Linked DNA regions of Mus musculus: region 2 is linked to region 1. A link is a contact called in public HiChIP or PLAC-seq data. All regions are on one chromosome and are shown on one strand. The core of a region is the stretch at or near the end of the contact, and the rest is flanking DNA. Distances in the headings are between cores, read along the strand shown. Region 1 holds the start of Cotl1 (coactosin-like 1 (Dictyostelium)). Region 2 holds the start of Mlycd (malonyl-CoA decarboxylase).

What was found. HiChIP or PLAC-seq counts read pairs in DNA pulled down with a chosen protein or histone mark.
Region 2: a contact with region 1 is called in a FOXA1 HiChIP or PLAC-seq map of pancreatic cancer cells. The contact joins the promoter of Mlycd here to the promoter of Cotl1 in region 1. A contact is called at or near these places in 5 of 39 promoter capture datasets (cranial neural crest, embryonic stem cells, hippocampal neurons and 2 more), 2 of 115 datasets of contacts at active chromatin or transcription factors (embryonic stem cells and pancreatic cancer cells) and 2 of 9 other capture datasets (adipose tissue and embryonic stem cells).

The regions. Positions count from the first base shown.
Region 1 is chr8:119,837,102-119,844,969 of GRCm38.p6, forward strand. Cotl1 (coactosin-like 1 (Dictyostelium)) reads right to left here and starts at 3,478. Exons shown (of 4, transcript NM_028071.3): 1 at 3,223-3,478; 2 at 3,041-3,123. The coding sequence starts at 3,299.
Region 2 is chr8:119,390,822-119,398,689 of GRCm38.p6, forward strand. It overlaps Mlycd (malonyl-CoA decarboxylase), which reads left to right and starts at 4,073. Exons shown (of 5, transcript NM_019966.3): 1 at 4,073-4,649. The coding sequence starts at 4,125.

The DNA.
Region 1 (7,868 bases), core at 2,228-4,727:
CACGGACCAAGCAGCTCCTGCAAATAGACCCAGGCTAAGGTTTAGTGCCACAGGAGGCCATCGCAGGCTGGATGTAGGCTGACCCACTGTGTGCTGGGGCTAAGCACCCACTGAGAGTCTCAGGATGAAAGCTACAGGAATGAAAAGTAACTTGGTTAATATTTATATACTCATTCTGTTATTTTGTAGTTATTGAGGAGAGATAATTCCACAGGAAAGGCAGGGTGGGACCCTATACATCGCTGAGGTACTTGGAAATAAGAGAAAAAGCCTTTCTTCTGGGGCCTGCCAAGGCAGCTGACAGGGAATTAGGGCTCTCCCTACCCCACAATAAGCAAATCTTCCAGTCTGCAAACCATCTCACAAAGAAGAAGACCCTAAACCACTTCCTTGGGGACAAGAGCTATGGGCCCCAGAGTCCAGACCTGGCGCTGTTCTCCCTAGGAGTCAGGTAAGTCACTTAACCTCTCTGGGCCTTGGTTTGCAATCTTCAGAATGAGCCAGCCCACCGGAAGCAGCGCTGACACCCAGGTCAGGTACAGTGGGAGTAGGTAAGATTACAAATAGGAAGGCTGTGGGTGGGGTCCCTGGCTCAGGAGGCCTCATCGGGGGAGGGACAGAGAGCAGACGTGGCAAGCAGATCCATCTGTACAATGTCCACCAGATGGCTGGGAAGAGAGAGCAGACTGCAGCTGCAGCCTCGATCCCACAGTCCATTCACAGGGACCAACAAGCAGCCTGCAGAGCATTTTTAGCTCAGACGCCAGACGACTGCCATCCCATCCCAGTAGAGGGTTAGCCATGGGAGATCTGAGCAGAAAACCACAGCCCACCAGAGGAAGGAAGTGTCCCCCAAGCAGCATCCAGGCCGGATGTGCGGCAACAGGAGCATCAGCTGGGAATCTACCAGCCGGATGCTTGTCCTCCAGTTCTGTCACCTTCTCCAGCTTAGTGGAGTAAATAGTCACAGAGGCAGGAGAGCTGGGGGTGGGCTCCCGGTGAGGATGGAAGCGGACCTGCGGCACCCAGCCCCAGAGACTCTGGGGACAATCCTCCTGATGGTGCGCCAACTTTGGGAAAGTTGAGTCTGCACTTGTCCCACGTTGGAAGCATTTGCTGCAGTCGGAGCAGCTGAGATCCTGCGCGCTGACTCCGCGGTATCGCCCTTTACAGCGATGTTGTTTTAAGTGAATTATTTACAAAAGCAATGAATACAGAGTCTAGCAGCAACTCCCAGGAGACATTTTAGCCAGGAGAATGCTTACACGCAGACACACAATCTCACACTAATCTTAGTACCACACAGCACAAAGTGAATGCCCTTTGAGACGAACTAAATGCAAAAGATGATTCAATTAAGAAAGTTATGCCACCGGGCAAGGTGATGCAAGCCTATGATCCTAGCATTTTGGAGGCAGAGGCAGGAGGATCGGGGAGTTTCCGGCCAGGCTTAGCTACACAGCCAAGTTTGAGGCCAGAAAGCAATTAAAGAAAACAGGAAGCAGAAGCAGGAAGATCGCAGGTTCAAGGAGTGTGAACTTGTCTCAAATTAAAATGGCTTTCTTTTTAAGAAGGCTGAGATGTACCTCAGTGGTAGAGCATGTGGCCAGCCTATTCAATGCTCTGTGTTCCGTACCCAGTATTGGGGGCGGAGGGGGGGGGGAGAAGAAAGAAAAGAGGAAAGAAAAAAAAAAGAAGAAAGAAAGCAGTTAAGTCACATGACCCTGGCTTTTAAATTTTTTTTTGGTCTGCTTGTCACCAATGACTGACCAGCACTGTCCTGAACACTTACACACACTTGGGATCAGTCAATCTCACAGCAGCACTACAAGAGATCAGGTGAGGAACTGTGACCCCCACCCCTACCCCCAGGGACCTGGCCCCACCCCACTCAGCTGGAAAGCAGCCCAAGAGGGATTCTAACCCACAGCCATTCCCAGGAGTCCACACCCTAGCTCCTAGGTGGCCTGCTTTTGTTTGACATTAGGTTCCAAAGCTAAGGAGACACTAGGCCCCGGGGTCTCTTACTTCCAATCTCTTTAAAGGCTCTTTTTCCGGAAGGCACGGGGGATGCCCAGCCTAGGCTGGCCTCCAATTCTCCATCCCCCTGCCTCTGTTTCCAGAATATGCTGAGCTGCTCTGCACACCAGCTCCTTTAGAGATCTCTTTACCAATGGTGTTGAGCTGTTCTACGGGAGCTGTGGCCATTCAGGCCCTGTGTTCTTTCATGGTCCACATGTCCCAGGGAAGCTTAACACACACAAACCTTAGGGTTCCCTGGGATGCTTTTAGTAAGGTCACACATCTGCTTGATTCCTCCACACCAAACCATGGAGCAATCTCAGCTCTCCATGCCCCACCCCAGCCAGTGGCCATTCGCTCCAAAGGAAACTGGCCGCTGGGACCTCGCAAGTCAGCTTCTCTTTATCCAGGCCTGGTATAGCAACATCGGATACACATTCTTGGTGCGTGTTTCTGTACTCTTCAAATTAAAGGCTTGTACAGAAGCAGATAGGGACAAAGATGGAAGGGAGAAAGGAGGGTGGGGCCCTGGGTTCTGCCTTTAGCTTGCAGCCCCCAGGGGCTTCGGCGTTTATTGTTCACTGACCAATCAGAGAGGGTGGAGTTTGAACTGCCCCTTCTGACCTGGAAACCCAGTGGACCACAGGGTGCGGGAGCGGAAGAAGCCGACTGACACTACCGGGGGAGGAATCTCCTCGGGTCACTTGATGGTGATGTCCACAGGGGTTGGGGGCAGGGTGGGGGAGGGATACACTCGGGACTTTGGAAAGCTCAGATCAGAGCTTTGCATGGCTGTGCACACCCACCCTACCAGTACTAGACGCTTGGGGCAAGAGGATGGCCAGTTGGAGGTCACCCTGGATATATAGTGAGCCCCTATCTCCAAAAACACAAAGACAAAACCAAAACAAACAAACAAACAAAGCCCCAGCCCAGATCTGCTGCTGCTTGGACGCCCAGCAGCTCGCTGCCCAGGGTGCCCACCCTCTTTCAAAAGGTCTCATGAGGGTCGCCCTACCTGTGCACTGCTGGATGAAGTGCTGGTAATCTGCTCCCTGATCGCCGGGGACAATGGTGGCGCCGTCGTATCTGAAAGTCACCCTTTGGGTTGGAGGAAGAAAAGAAACATAGGTGAGCGGCGGCGGCGAGCGGCACGAAGCAGGTCACTACTGGCTTCCCCGGCCCCGCGGCGTTGCTCACCAGATGACCGCCGAGCCGTCGTCCCGCACTAAGTTGTACGCCGCGCGACACGCCTCCTTGTCGATCTTCGTGGCCATGGCCGCCGCGAGGACACTGCCGGAACCAGTGAACGCGTCCCTGATCCGCTACGAGAGTCGAGCGGGCTCCGAGAGTGGGCAGGGGAGGTGGCCGCTCGCAACAGCAAGCTAAGGTCCTCGGAGAGAGGCCCGCGGTTACTGCAGAGCCAGAGCGCGCGCGGGGACTCCACTCCCGTGAAAGCCACGCCCCTTCGCTCCCATTGGTCAGGCGAGGCGGGGGCGGGGCGTCTCGCACATCCGGCGGCCAATCCCAGTCTGTGCGGATTGCGCAACTCCGCGGAGGGCTGGAGGGGGGCCCTTCCTCCTCGTCTTCCCTTCCTCCGCCTTCTTCCCTCCCCACTCCGTGGGCCCCAGCCCCTCGCTTCTTCCACCACCTTCTGTGTTCTCCGATCTCGCTCTCCTTCCTCCTTCCCTCTCTCCTTCCCTCCATTCCTCTCCTTCCCTTACGCCGTTGTTCTCCTCTTCTTTCAGCCTCTACCTTGTTCGCCTTCTCATCTCTCCTATTTATCCCACCCCAAGCCCCTTTTCCCTCCTCCCTAAGGCCTCCTTCCTCCTTCTCCTCTGCATCTTCCCTCGAATCTTCTTATTCTCTCTTCCTCCCTCGTTCCCTCTACCAGTGAGCTGGGCTGCAGAGCTCTCCACCCCTCCCCCTCCTTCAGAAGAATAACTTAAGTCAGCACTCAGATGAGCCAGGCTGGCCAAGGCTGGCGCCCCTAACCCAGTGTTTGTTTGCTCTTTGGATTTGGAAAGGGAAGAAGTGGAAAGAAGGAAGCATTTCATTTGGAAAGAGAATCACTGTTGACTTTGTAGCCTGGCTATCTGCAGTCACGTGGGGTGCTGGGGCGGGATGGGGCGGCATCCTTAACCCCCTTACTGGGTCATTCATTCACTACTCCTCTACCATCTGTCCTACCGGCAGGTGAAAGGCTGGCCCTGGAGGCCCAGCTCTAGAACTGCTTGTAATTCTCAGCCCCGAGCCATAGGGCAAGCTCTGAAACCTTATCAAGAGGACTGCTCTCTCCCCGTGGTAAGACGAGCCTCAGGGAGCCTCAGCAGGTGCCTTCAGCCTTAACTGAAATGATGTACAGAAACCAGGGCGGGCATCAAAAGAGGTCACTGTTGGTTTGCTATTGACTAAAACGGATCATAGACAGAAACTGAAAAGATCTGGAACATGTATAAGGGATAGGAAAACCCTTAGGCCTGAAGGTGTGGCCCAAAGAGCCAGCATCTGTGAGGTCCCAGGTTCTCTCTCTCAGTACCTCACCTTAAAAAAAAAAAAGAAAAAGTCTTGACACAGTACCTCACCAGGCAGCTCAGAACTCAAGAGGTTAAAAAAGAAGGGTTATACATTGACAACCAGGCTGGGCTGCATACTGGTTTCCAGGCCTGCCTGGGCTACAAAATAAGACCCTGTCTCAGATTAGGAGAGATGGTTTATCCTCTGCTAGAGGACTTTAGATTCTTTCTCAGTACCCATGTCTGTAATTACAGCTCCAGGGGAATCTGATGTCCTCCTCTAACCTCTGTAGGCATCTGCACACGCACACACACACACACACACACACACACACACACATGCATACACACACACTACAATCTTTAATACACACATATAACCACACTCTTTTATACATGCACACATACACACACATGTGTACACATACACATGCATACACACACACCCCACATACATATATTCGAATAAATAAGAAGCATAGTGATAGACACCCATTATCCTAGTACTTGGGAGCTGTCTGCAAGAGAATCAAGAAATTCAGGGTCATCCTGAGATGCATAGATAACTGAAGCCAGCCTGTGCTACATGAAATTATCTCAATACAAACTACACACACACACACACACACAATTGGGGCAAAGCTGCCAAGAAAAAAATACTACTTTCCTCAAAATGAAAAAAAAAAAAAAAACAAACAAAAACAAAACCCCATGAAAACTTTTTTCCACTCAAATCGCAAAGACATGTGTGACCGGCCAGGTTCAGTGGCTATCTGTGTGTGTCCCTCCCTTATGACCTTGTGAAGCAGAGGACCTCAGATGCTTTTCACCTTGTCTTGTCTTGTCAGTCAGGGTCTCTCACTGGCCTGGAGCTTACCAAGTCTGGCAGGCCATTCAACCCCAGGGCTGCAACTGCTCTCCAACCTCCCCAGTGCAGGGATTATAATAAGCAGAGCCACTGTGTGGCATTATTTCTTAAATGTGAGTTCAGGGGTTCAGATCAGGACCTCATGCTTCCATGGCAAACACCTTGATGATTAGGTTATTTTCCCCTTCGTGTGTGTGTGTGTGTGTGTGTGTGTGTGTGTGTGTGTTTTGTTTTTGTGTTTGTTTGTTTGTTTGTTTGTTTTTTGAGAAAGGGTCTCATGTAGCCCAAGCAGGCTTCCAATTTACTATGAAGCAGAGAATAACCCTGAACTGTTGGTCCAGCCTCCACCTCCCAAATGCAGGGAGTACAGGTGTGTGCCACCAGGCCAGGCCTTCAGATGACCTTAGAGACATGAAAAGGTTCCAGAGAAGGGCATCAGACCCCCTGGAACTGAAGTTGCCGGGGACTGTGAGCTGCCTGACCTGGGTACCGAGAACTGAACTTGGGTCCTCTTGAAAAGCAGCAAGGGCTTTAACCACTGAACCATCTCTCCAGCCCCTGTTGCTTGTTTCCTTGATTAGTTGGTTTGGTTTGGTTTGGGGGGTTTTGTTTTGTTTTTGTTTTTGTTTTTGTTTTTAAGACAGTGTTTCTCTGTGTAGCCCTGGCTGTCCTAGAACTCACTCTGTAGACCAGGCTGGCCTCAAACTCAGAAATCCACCTGCCTCTGCCTCCCAAGCGCTGGGATTAAAGGCGTGCACCACCACTGCCTAGCAAATATATTGTTTATTCTTAAGACATTACTACCAAAGACCCAAGAATGGTGGTACATAGACTTTAATCCCAAGACAGAGAAGGCAGACTGATCTCTGAATTGTAGGCCAGCCAAGGTTGGCTAAACCTACATAGCAAAATCCTGCCTACCTCAAAAACAAAGGAAAGGAAGGAAGAAAAAAAGGAAGGAAGGAAGGAAGGAAGGAAGGAAGGAAGGAAGGAAGGAAGGAATTACTATCAATAAAATGAAGTCAACCTTACAGCTTCTAGCTCTACCTTCTAGGCACCATGGTGTCAATCACCTAAGTGAGTAAACGGAATTAACTCCCTGGGGCGGCAACTGTTCTTTCTGCTCCTTGCTGAGGGCGCCCTCTACTGGGATGAACATGTAAAAGGTTTGTTTGCCAGGGAACCGTAATTCTAATTAGTACAAACCCCATCTGTCTGCTCAGCTAAGGAAACATCAATAAAACAACTACATACAAGATGTGCTGGGCTCTAATCCTTGACCTCAGTTGGAATCCATAGAATTTCACAACACACAAAGTAATCTGGCTGGGTGTGGTGACCTGCACCTGTAACCACAGGACCCCAGAAAAAGAGGCAGGAGACATATATTTCAGGTCAGCTGAATCTACAGAATAAGTTCCAGGACAGCCAGAGAGCTACAGAGTAAGATCTTCTGACAAAAATCAGGCTCAAAAATCTAGTCCCCAAGAGGCAGAGAATGGAGGATCAGGAGTCCAGGGTCATCCTTGGCTACACAGCCAGTTTAAGGCCAGCCTGGGCTACCTGAGACTCTGTCTCGAGACAAAAACAAGAACCAAGGGCTGGAGAGATGGCTCAGTGGTTAAGAGCACTGGTTGTTCTTTCAGAGGATCCCTGTACAATCCCCAGCACCCATTTTACGGTAAGCAATCCTTTGTAACTCCAGTGTTAGGGTTTCCGGCCCCCCTCTGGCGTCTAGAGACATCTGCACACATGGTATTCACAAACTCATGTAGACACACACACTCATACATAAATAAAACAAACAAACAAAACTTTAAAAACAAACCAGCAACATCCATTGTAATCCACTGCTGTATTTGCACCCCTGCAGAAACCTGACAGACTCATTTTCCTTGAAGCTAAAAATTGAAAGAAAAAAAGTTTCTCCTCTGCTGACCTGCCAGGTCGCATAGCACACACCCGACTTCCCCAACACCCCCCCTCACCCCACCCCCACCCCCGGCATAGCATACATCCAATTCTCCCTCCCTCGGCAAAGCATACACCCGACTCCCCCCCCCCCAGCCCCACCTTGGCATAGCATACACCCGACTCTCCCTCCCCAGGCAAATGCTGCACCTGGAGACAGGTGCCTCCCTGGGAAGAGATATTTATAGGCAGGGCTATTTATAACCTGAGCTGATCTCACCAATTGTCAACGCTTTACAAAGAGGCTCTCAGGAATGTCGGAAGGATTAAGCTGCCTAAGTGGGAACTGAAAGTACAGTCTTGGGGCTCTTGGCTGTTGGCAATGTTACTTATGTTCCACTCCGACGAAGCCCAGGGTGGAAGCCCAAGGGTTGCACAAAGGTTAAGGTTGCGTATTGGTAAGGGCTGGGCAGGCGTCAGCCCCAAGCCTACCTCAGAGTCTTTTCATGACATTTGACATGTTTATTTTATGGGTGCATGGGTGGAAGGCA
Region 2 (7,868 bases), core at 2,823-5,322, 450 kb before region 1:
AGAGTTTGGAGTTTGCCCCACTGATTTCCTGTCTTGCTTTGGGGATTACAGTTCAGTGATTGGATGGATCTCAAAAGAAACTTTGAACTTTAGACTTTTAACATCGTTGAGACTACTATAGACTATGTGGGAACTTTGGAAGTTGGATTAATGTATTCTTTTTATTATGCTATGGCTATGTATGGCCCCCATAAACTCATGTGTTTGAACAAGCCTATGGGGGACAGGGAGTGAAATGTGGTAGTTTAAATAGGCTTGGCCCAGGGAGTAGCACTATTTGGAGGTGTGACCTTGTTGAAGGAAGTGTGTCATTGTGGGTATGGGCTTTAAGACCCTCCTCTTAACCATGTGGAAGCCAGTCTTCTCCTAGGGGTCTTCATATGAAGATGTAGAACTCTCAGCTCCTCCTGCACCATGCCTGCCTGGAAGCTGCCATGTTCCCATCTTGCTGATAATAGACTGAACCTCTGAACCTGTAAGCCAGCCCCAATTAAATTTTGTCCATACAAGAGTTGCCATGGTCATGGTGTCTCTTCACAGCAGTAAAACCCTAACTAAAACACTCTCTGTGTTTCCCTCAACAGTGTATACAAACCTCGCATACAAGCAAATACTCAGCATGGAGAGCCATGGGACAGATGAAGTCCTGGCTGGGTGAGGCAGGCCCTGGTTCAAGTTCTAACACAAACTGCAGTCTCAGTGTTGTCTAGGGATTCTGACTGTATCTGTTCACCCACTGGGAGCACTCGGGAAAGTCCCCGTTTCTCTCTGGGCTTGTGTTCCAGTCTCCATCCCATTGGAACACAACATAACAGGCCTCACTGTGAAAGGTTATCGTAACATTAAATGTGCAAGAACTGTAGGAGGCTCGCATCTAGCACATGCTGAAGTGGTTCACGTATGTACGTACATGTAGGTGCTTCGTGTGTGTAAATACAGAAAGGGCTCAACTGCTTTGTGCATTTGTCTCTTCATGGCTGCTCAAGTAAGTTACTGACAACTGTGACTGCAGAACAGAAGGCACCACCCCCTGTTTTAAAGTACTTTCCTTTTTTTTTTTAAGATTTATTTATTTATTATATGTAAGTACACTGTAGCTGTCTTCAGATGCACCAGAAGAGGGCATCAGATCCCATTACAGATGGTTGTGAGTCACCATGTGGTTGCTGGGATTAGAACTCAGGACCTTCGGAAGAGCAGTCAGTGCTCTTAACTGCTGAGCCATCTCTCCAGCCCCCTAAGGTCTTTTTAAAAACTGATAGTCGGGCTGGTGAGATGGCTCAGTGGGTAAGAGCACCCGACTGCTCTTCCGAAGGTCCAGAGTTCAAATCCCAGCAACCACATGGTGGCTCACAACCATCTGTAACAAGATCTGACGCCCTCTTCTGGAGTGTCTGAGGACAGCTACAGTGTACTTACATATAATAAATAAATAAATCTTAAAAAAAAAAAAAAGTTGTTTTAAAAAAAAAACTGATAGTCAAATTCTCTCTTGTCGCGCCCACCGCGGCCGGCAAGGAAGACACAACACTGTCGGATTCTTCTCAACAGCCTTTATTGCAGGAACTCCTCGATGCTGCTACGGGGACCCCGGGAGCCCAGGGAGGTCTGCTTATATACTCTCAGCCCCCAACCACTCATGGCAGGCCATGCCACCTCACCAGGCACGCAACTTCAGCCAATCAGGGTGGCAGGGGCATGTTTCCACCAAATATGGACTTTTTTCCACTGCCAGCATCATGGTGCACCTGTGCAGCTCTCACGATGGTCGTGGCTTATTTTCAGGTGTATGAGGAAGTCAGGTGCAAGTCATAAGACTTAGCTGCAGTCCCCGGGTGCCATCTTGGGACTGCTGCCACACCCGCTCCTCACACTTTCTGCTTTGGAGGCATCAAAATGCAAAGGAAGGGAGAGAGAGAGAGAGAGAGACAGACAGACAGACAGACAGACAGACTGGATGGGCTGGAGAGAGAGAGAGAACTTGGAAGCTAGCTCTGTGTGTTAGACTAGAGTGCCCGGCTGCTGAACAAGTGAACAGCGTGTATGCATAAAGGAACGTGGGGGGGGGGGACACACTCAGCAGGAAGAGTGGAGAGTAGGCTCGAGGGAGCACGCCTGAGTGTGTAAAAAGTGCTGTGTGGATCCTAGTGAGGTGTGACAGGAGCCACAGAAGCAGTGGGCCAGATAGAGGCTGAAATCGGTGACATTTGGATACTGCAGTGGAGGGCAGGGCAGGAGAGTTTTGGGGGTATTTTTGTTTTTCCGAGACAGGGTTTCTCTGTGTAGTCCCAGCTGTCCTGGAACCCACTCTGTAGACCAGGCTGGCCTGAACTCAGAAATCCACCTGCCTCTGCCTCCCAAGTGCTGGGATTAAAGGTGTGCGCCATCACACCCGGCTGGCAGGAGAGTTATAAGTCATGTGTTTGAGCTAGAAGAATAGACCTGGTGGCTTGCATTGTTCATGGTCCATAACCAGTGTCTGCTCTCGCATGATAGGCTGTTCCTGGATATCCTACCCACTATGGCAAACTCTTCCAAAAGGGCAGGTCCCAGCATCCACGGGCAGGCCTGAGGTGCTGTGGTACTAAAGACAGAGGCAGATGAAGAATGGAAGGGTACAGTTTATTGGAGAACTTACTCAAATGTATAGTCTTGGTAGACAGCAAAGCCAAACTGGATCCTACCACATGGGTCAGAAAGAGAGTCACAGACTCGAGTTAGGATAAAGTGACTTTCCCCCTAGCTGGAAGGCACGTGGTCCATCTTAAGTTCTTATCAAAGAGCCAGGTACAGGTTGGAGCCTGGATCCGGTTGTAAGGTCCCAGACGTCATTCTTGGGATTTGGTCTATCGATAGTTTGAAGAGAAACCATGCACCAAAAAATGAACTGTGGTTTCTCTAGGACAGTCACAACAGTCTGGATCCAAGATGACTGTCATCATATCAAGCTGAATCCATACAGAGCCTACTCTACCAGTCTGATTCCTTTTTGCAGTTATTTTAATGTGACTCCCTCCCTCAGATGGTAAACTGAAGGAGAATGAGCAGGGCTATTTCAAATGCAAGCCTAGGGTGGGCCTGGAACTCACCAAACAATTGAAAATCATTTCACTGAAAGAATGAATGAATGAATGAATGAATGAGGCCCAGCAAGGAAGCTGGTAGGGAAGAGATTCTTCCTATACCCATTTCCGGCATGACCAGACGGAAGCTCTAGGATGCAGCAGGAGGCATGGGCTGGGTCTCCAGCAGTTCTGTCTGGGTGGGATTCTTGACATGAGCCAGAGAGTACCTAGGGAGGGTCTGTTGGGAGAGACCCTGTTCTACTGTCCGCGGGTCGGGACAGGGTCAAAATGTCAAGTCAGAGAATTACTCTGAGAATTACATGCTTGGTGTGTACATGTGCATATACATTTCCTTGTACACACGTGTGGGGGTGCACGTATGTACATGTGTGGTTCTGGAAGCCAGAAGACACCTCGAGTGATGGCGCTACCCGCATACTTTTTGTTTGGTTGGTTTGGAGATAGGGTCTCTGGCTGACCTAGACTTACCTTGTTATCTGGACTGGCTGGCTCTTGTCCACCTCCCTGAGCTAGGACTACAAGCGTTTTCCCATGGGTTCTGGATATGAACTCAAGTTCTCAATCACTTTATCAAATGAGCCATCCCCATTCCTAGGAGACCTAGTCCAGCATGCAACCTTAAATTTCTCAGCTCCTCACCTACGCTAGATCCGAACCCTAGCACAGGAGGCTGCGTGCATAGCACGGTCCCGGGAAGAGCTGAGATGTCAAGCTCTCAGATCAAGAGAAGCGCGTGCGTAGTGGGGAAAGGGACTGAGGCGGTGACTCTCAGAACAGGTGTAAGGATGCAAGCCAAGAGGGCGAGTCAGGTGCCCCGGGGCTACCGGGTTCCGGGGACCTTTGGCTGCACTTGGCCTCCGGCCTGAGAAAGCCACCTCGCCCCTCCCCCGCCGTTCTACCCCCCGATTGGCCAATGTCTCCGTCCGCCGTCCGGCCTCGGCCAATGGGGCCGGCGAGAAACCGGAAGCCGGAGCCGGAAGCGAGGCAGAGGCCCGCTCTCCAGTGGCGTCTCCCGCTAGCAGCTGTCGCGGAGCTGTCATGCGAGGCCTCGGGCCAGGCTTGAGGGCTCGGCGCCTGCTCCCACTGCGGTCCCCGCCGCGGCCTCCGGGGCCCCGGGGACGTCGGCTGTGCGGCGGGCTCGCGGCCAGCGCCATGGACGAGCTGCTGCGGCGAGCCGTGCCCCCGACGCCGGCCTACGAGCTGCGCGAGAAGACGCCGGCGCCCGCCGAGGGCCAGTGCGCCGACTTCGTGAGCTTCTACGGCGGCCTGGCCGAGGCGTCCCAGCGCGCCGAGCTGCTCGGCCGCCTGGCTCAGGGCTTCGGCGTGGACCACGGCCAGGTGGCCGAGCAGAGCGCCGGGGTGCTGCAGCTGCGCCAGCAGGCGCGCGAGGCGGCCGTGCTGCTGCAGGCGGAGGACCGGTTGCGCTACGCGCTCGTGCCGCGGTATCGCGGCCTCTTCCATCACATCAGCAAGCTGGACGGCGGCGTGCGCTTCTTGGTGCAGCTGCGGGCCGATCTGCTGGAGGCGCAGGCCCTCAAGCTGGTGGAGGGGCCGCACGTCCGGGTAAGGCCCCGCCCGGGCCACCGCGACCCCGGGGCCGCCGCCCCCCGCCACCGCCCCGGGGCCCTGCCCACTTCCCACTCCCCACTCCCCAGACCCTTACCCATGCCCCTGCAGCCACCTCGCCGGCCTCAGATACCACGGTGCTTACTGCGTGGTTCGTAGCACTATCCTCGGGGGTCACTGTCGGGTGTGACACCCATTGCGCTTACTCCAAAATAGCTCTAGTTTTAACTGCGCTGTTCTTGAACAAGGATGGAACACGGCTTTGGGCAAAGTTTGGGCACCTCCCACGAACGTCCATCACCCTAACAGGTTACACGAAATGCACAAACATGGCCAAAAGTCAAGGTCACCACCGCCTGGGTCTCTAAAGCCTCCAGTCCTCTTTCTGCAATCTGACTTTGGACAAGAGATTTGATTCCAAACCCCCAGCCCCAGACGCAGTGATCCTAAGTTGACTTTTTAGTACCTGTGCTAGTCAGCAGCTTACCCAGCGATATCATGTAGCGTACAGATAACGGAGGTGTATATAGCTGAGACCCAAAGGATTGTCTAGCATAGCTGCCAGCCATTAATATTCAATAAAGAGGAGCATTGACCCTGAGTTCATACACAATGATATCACCATTTCAGAAGTCCCCAGTGTTCAAAGCCTCATCTGCTTTTTTCCTGACCTGCTTGAAACAGGCATGGCCATTTTTACTTCCATTCTGTCCTTTCGGTTGACACCTATCTCCTTTAGAGTGAAGGACATGACACGCTGAGGTGATGAGCTGTCCAAGACTTCAGATATACATCCCCTGATCCAGGCTCCTTTGCACTGCTATGTGCAGGTTTACAGACTTCTCATTTTGATTGCTTAACCCTTGGTGTAGTTAAGGGATTAATATGAGTCAGGGTCTCTCACTGAGACTTGAGACTCACCAGTTAGATTAGGTAAACTGCTCAGTAAGCCCCAGAAATATTCCTGTCCCATCTTCCCAATGCCAGCAAACAAAGTGTGTCACTAAATATAGTGGCCTTTCTTTTAAAGATTATATATACCAGTGTTCTGCTTGCCTGTATACAGATGCATGCAGTGCCTACCTAGGCCAGAAAAGTGTATCATATCCTCTGGAACTGGAATTACAGCCGGTTGAAAGCTGCCCTGTGGATGCTGGGACCCAAACCCAGTTCCTCTGCAAGACCAGTCAGTGCTCTTACTTTGAACAGTATCTCTGGCAACCTCCCACCCCACCCCCACCACTTTTAAATCACTAGTACCAGGGATCAAATTCAGGAAAGCTCCTAATTGACTGAGTTATTTCTTCAGCCCTGCACAGTCTCTTTTACAAGACAGACCATGTTTACAGCAGTTTTAGGATCACAGCAAACTGAAGTATAAGGTACAGACTACGCCCTACCCACAAGTCTCCTCTGCCTTATACAGGCACAGGCTCCCCATTATCAGCACAGCACACCCAGCAGGTGTCACTGTAGGTGTCCTGTGAGTTTAGTGTGCAGGTACCTGTGTTGACAAGGCCACTCAGGTGAGGACAGAAATACCAGTTTTGCTCACAAGGCTTTAAAGCTGACTGTGTAGTCCCTTAGGACCTTGTTTGTTTGAGACAGGGTTTCTCTATGTAGTCCTGGCTATCCTGGAACTTACTCTGTAAGCCAGGCAGGCCTCAAGCGGAGAGATCTTCCTGCCTCTGCCTCCTGAGTGCTGCATTAAAGGCGTGTACCACTGCTACCTAACTCCCAGGACCTTCTTAAATGCTGTGCTTTTTTTAGGAAGTATCTCAGTTTGCTTTCCTTTGCTGTGACAGAACATTCTGACCAAAGCAACTTAGGGAGAAAAGTGTTGACTTGGCTTCCATATTACAGACCATCATGGAGGAAGCCAAGGCAGGATCCTGGAGACAGGAACTGAGGCAGAGACCATGGAGGGATGCTGCTCACTGGCCTGCTCTGCTACCTTTGTTAATACTGCCCAGGCCCAACCTGCTAAGAGGTAGCACCACCCACAGTGGACTGGGCCCTCTCATGTCAGTCATCAGTCCAGAAAATGCTTCCCCCAGGCTGTCCTATAGAGGAGCGCCTCTGTGGAGTTTCCCTCTTCCAAAGTGTGTCACGTTGACAACTGAAGCTAAGTGGGACAGGAATGTGCTCACTGCTCAGTGTCCCCAGATCTCAGAGCTACCAGTAGACAGATTGCCTGACACCACACACACACACACACACACACACACACACACACACACACACGTGACCTTTGTGTTGTCTGGATACTTGGTTTCTGAGCATGCTCCCAAGGTCTCCCGTCATACGGGTTCATGTCTCTGTGTGTTGAACCCTAGGTGGTGCCATCACTTTAGAATAAATGTGACACATGGCAGCCCCCAAACACATGCTGGCTTCATGTGTTTCCCATGAAGTGACACAGTAGTAGAAGCTGTTCTGAGTGAGGAGATGAGTCTGCTCTTGTCGGCTGCGGCGTGGCTGCGATGATGCTTAGCTAAGTTCCTAACTCCATGGGACTCTTGGGCGCAGCACTGAGGTGAGCTGATGCTGGTCTCAGGGGAGCCCCAGGCCAGTGACACAGTAAGAAGCCAGCCTGGGCTACATAGCACCAAAATGGCACCCCATAGAAAAGAGAACATGAGTGGATTATTCAGTGTGGGGACTAATATAAAACCCTAAATGCAGTGTCACTGTGCCGGGAGAGGCTCCCCTGGGTTACAGGTTAAACAACGTTGTTTAAAGGAAAATCAGCCGCCAGGTTCAAAGGCTCTTTGCTTGCTCGGCTTGGTGATCTTTCTGGAGATGGGCACTGGGGGCTTCGGGCTTAAAGAGGCGCCAGATCCGATCTGAGCCGTTAGTGGGGCTTGGGCTCCTGTGTGTAGTTGCATCGCTAATATGCCCTTTGGTGACCAGGGAGCAGTGTACAAGGTAATACTCAATGTCAGCCAAAGAGGGACTCCTAGCAGGAGCTGGGTCCTCAACAGAGGTGGATAGCCAGGTTCTGCTCCACACACATACACACCTGGCATGGTGGTTCCTGCCTGAGGCTGTATCTGTGGGTATGGGAGGGTGCCAGGGGAAGTACCCATCGGGTGGAGTTGGCAGGCTTTGGAGTTTTCTCTACACACTTGCAGCAGCCGATGTGGTTATCAATTACATGTCTTATAGTAAAAATGCAGCGAAAGGAAGCGTTTCGTGGGTGCCAGGCACCAGACC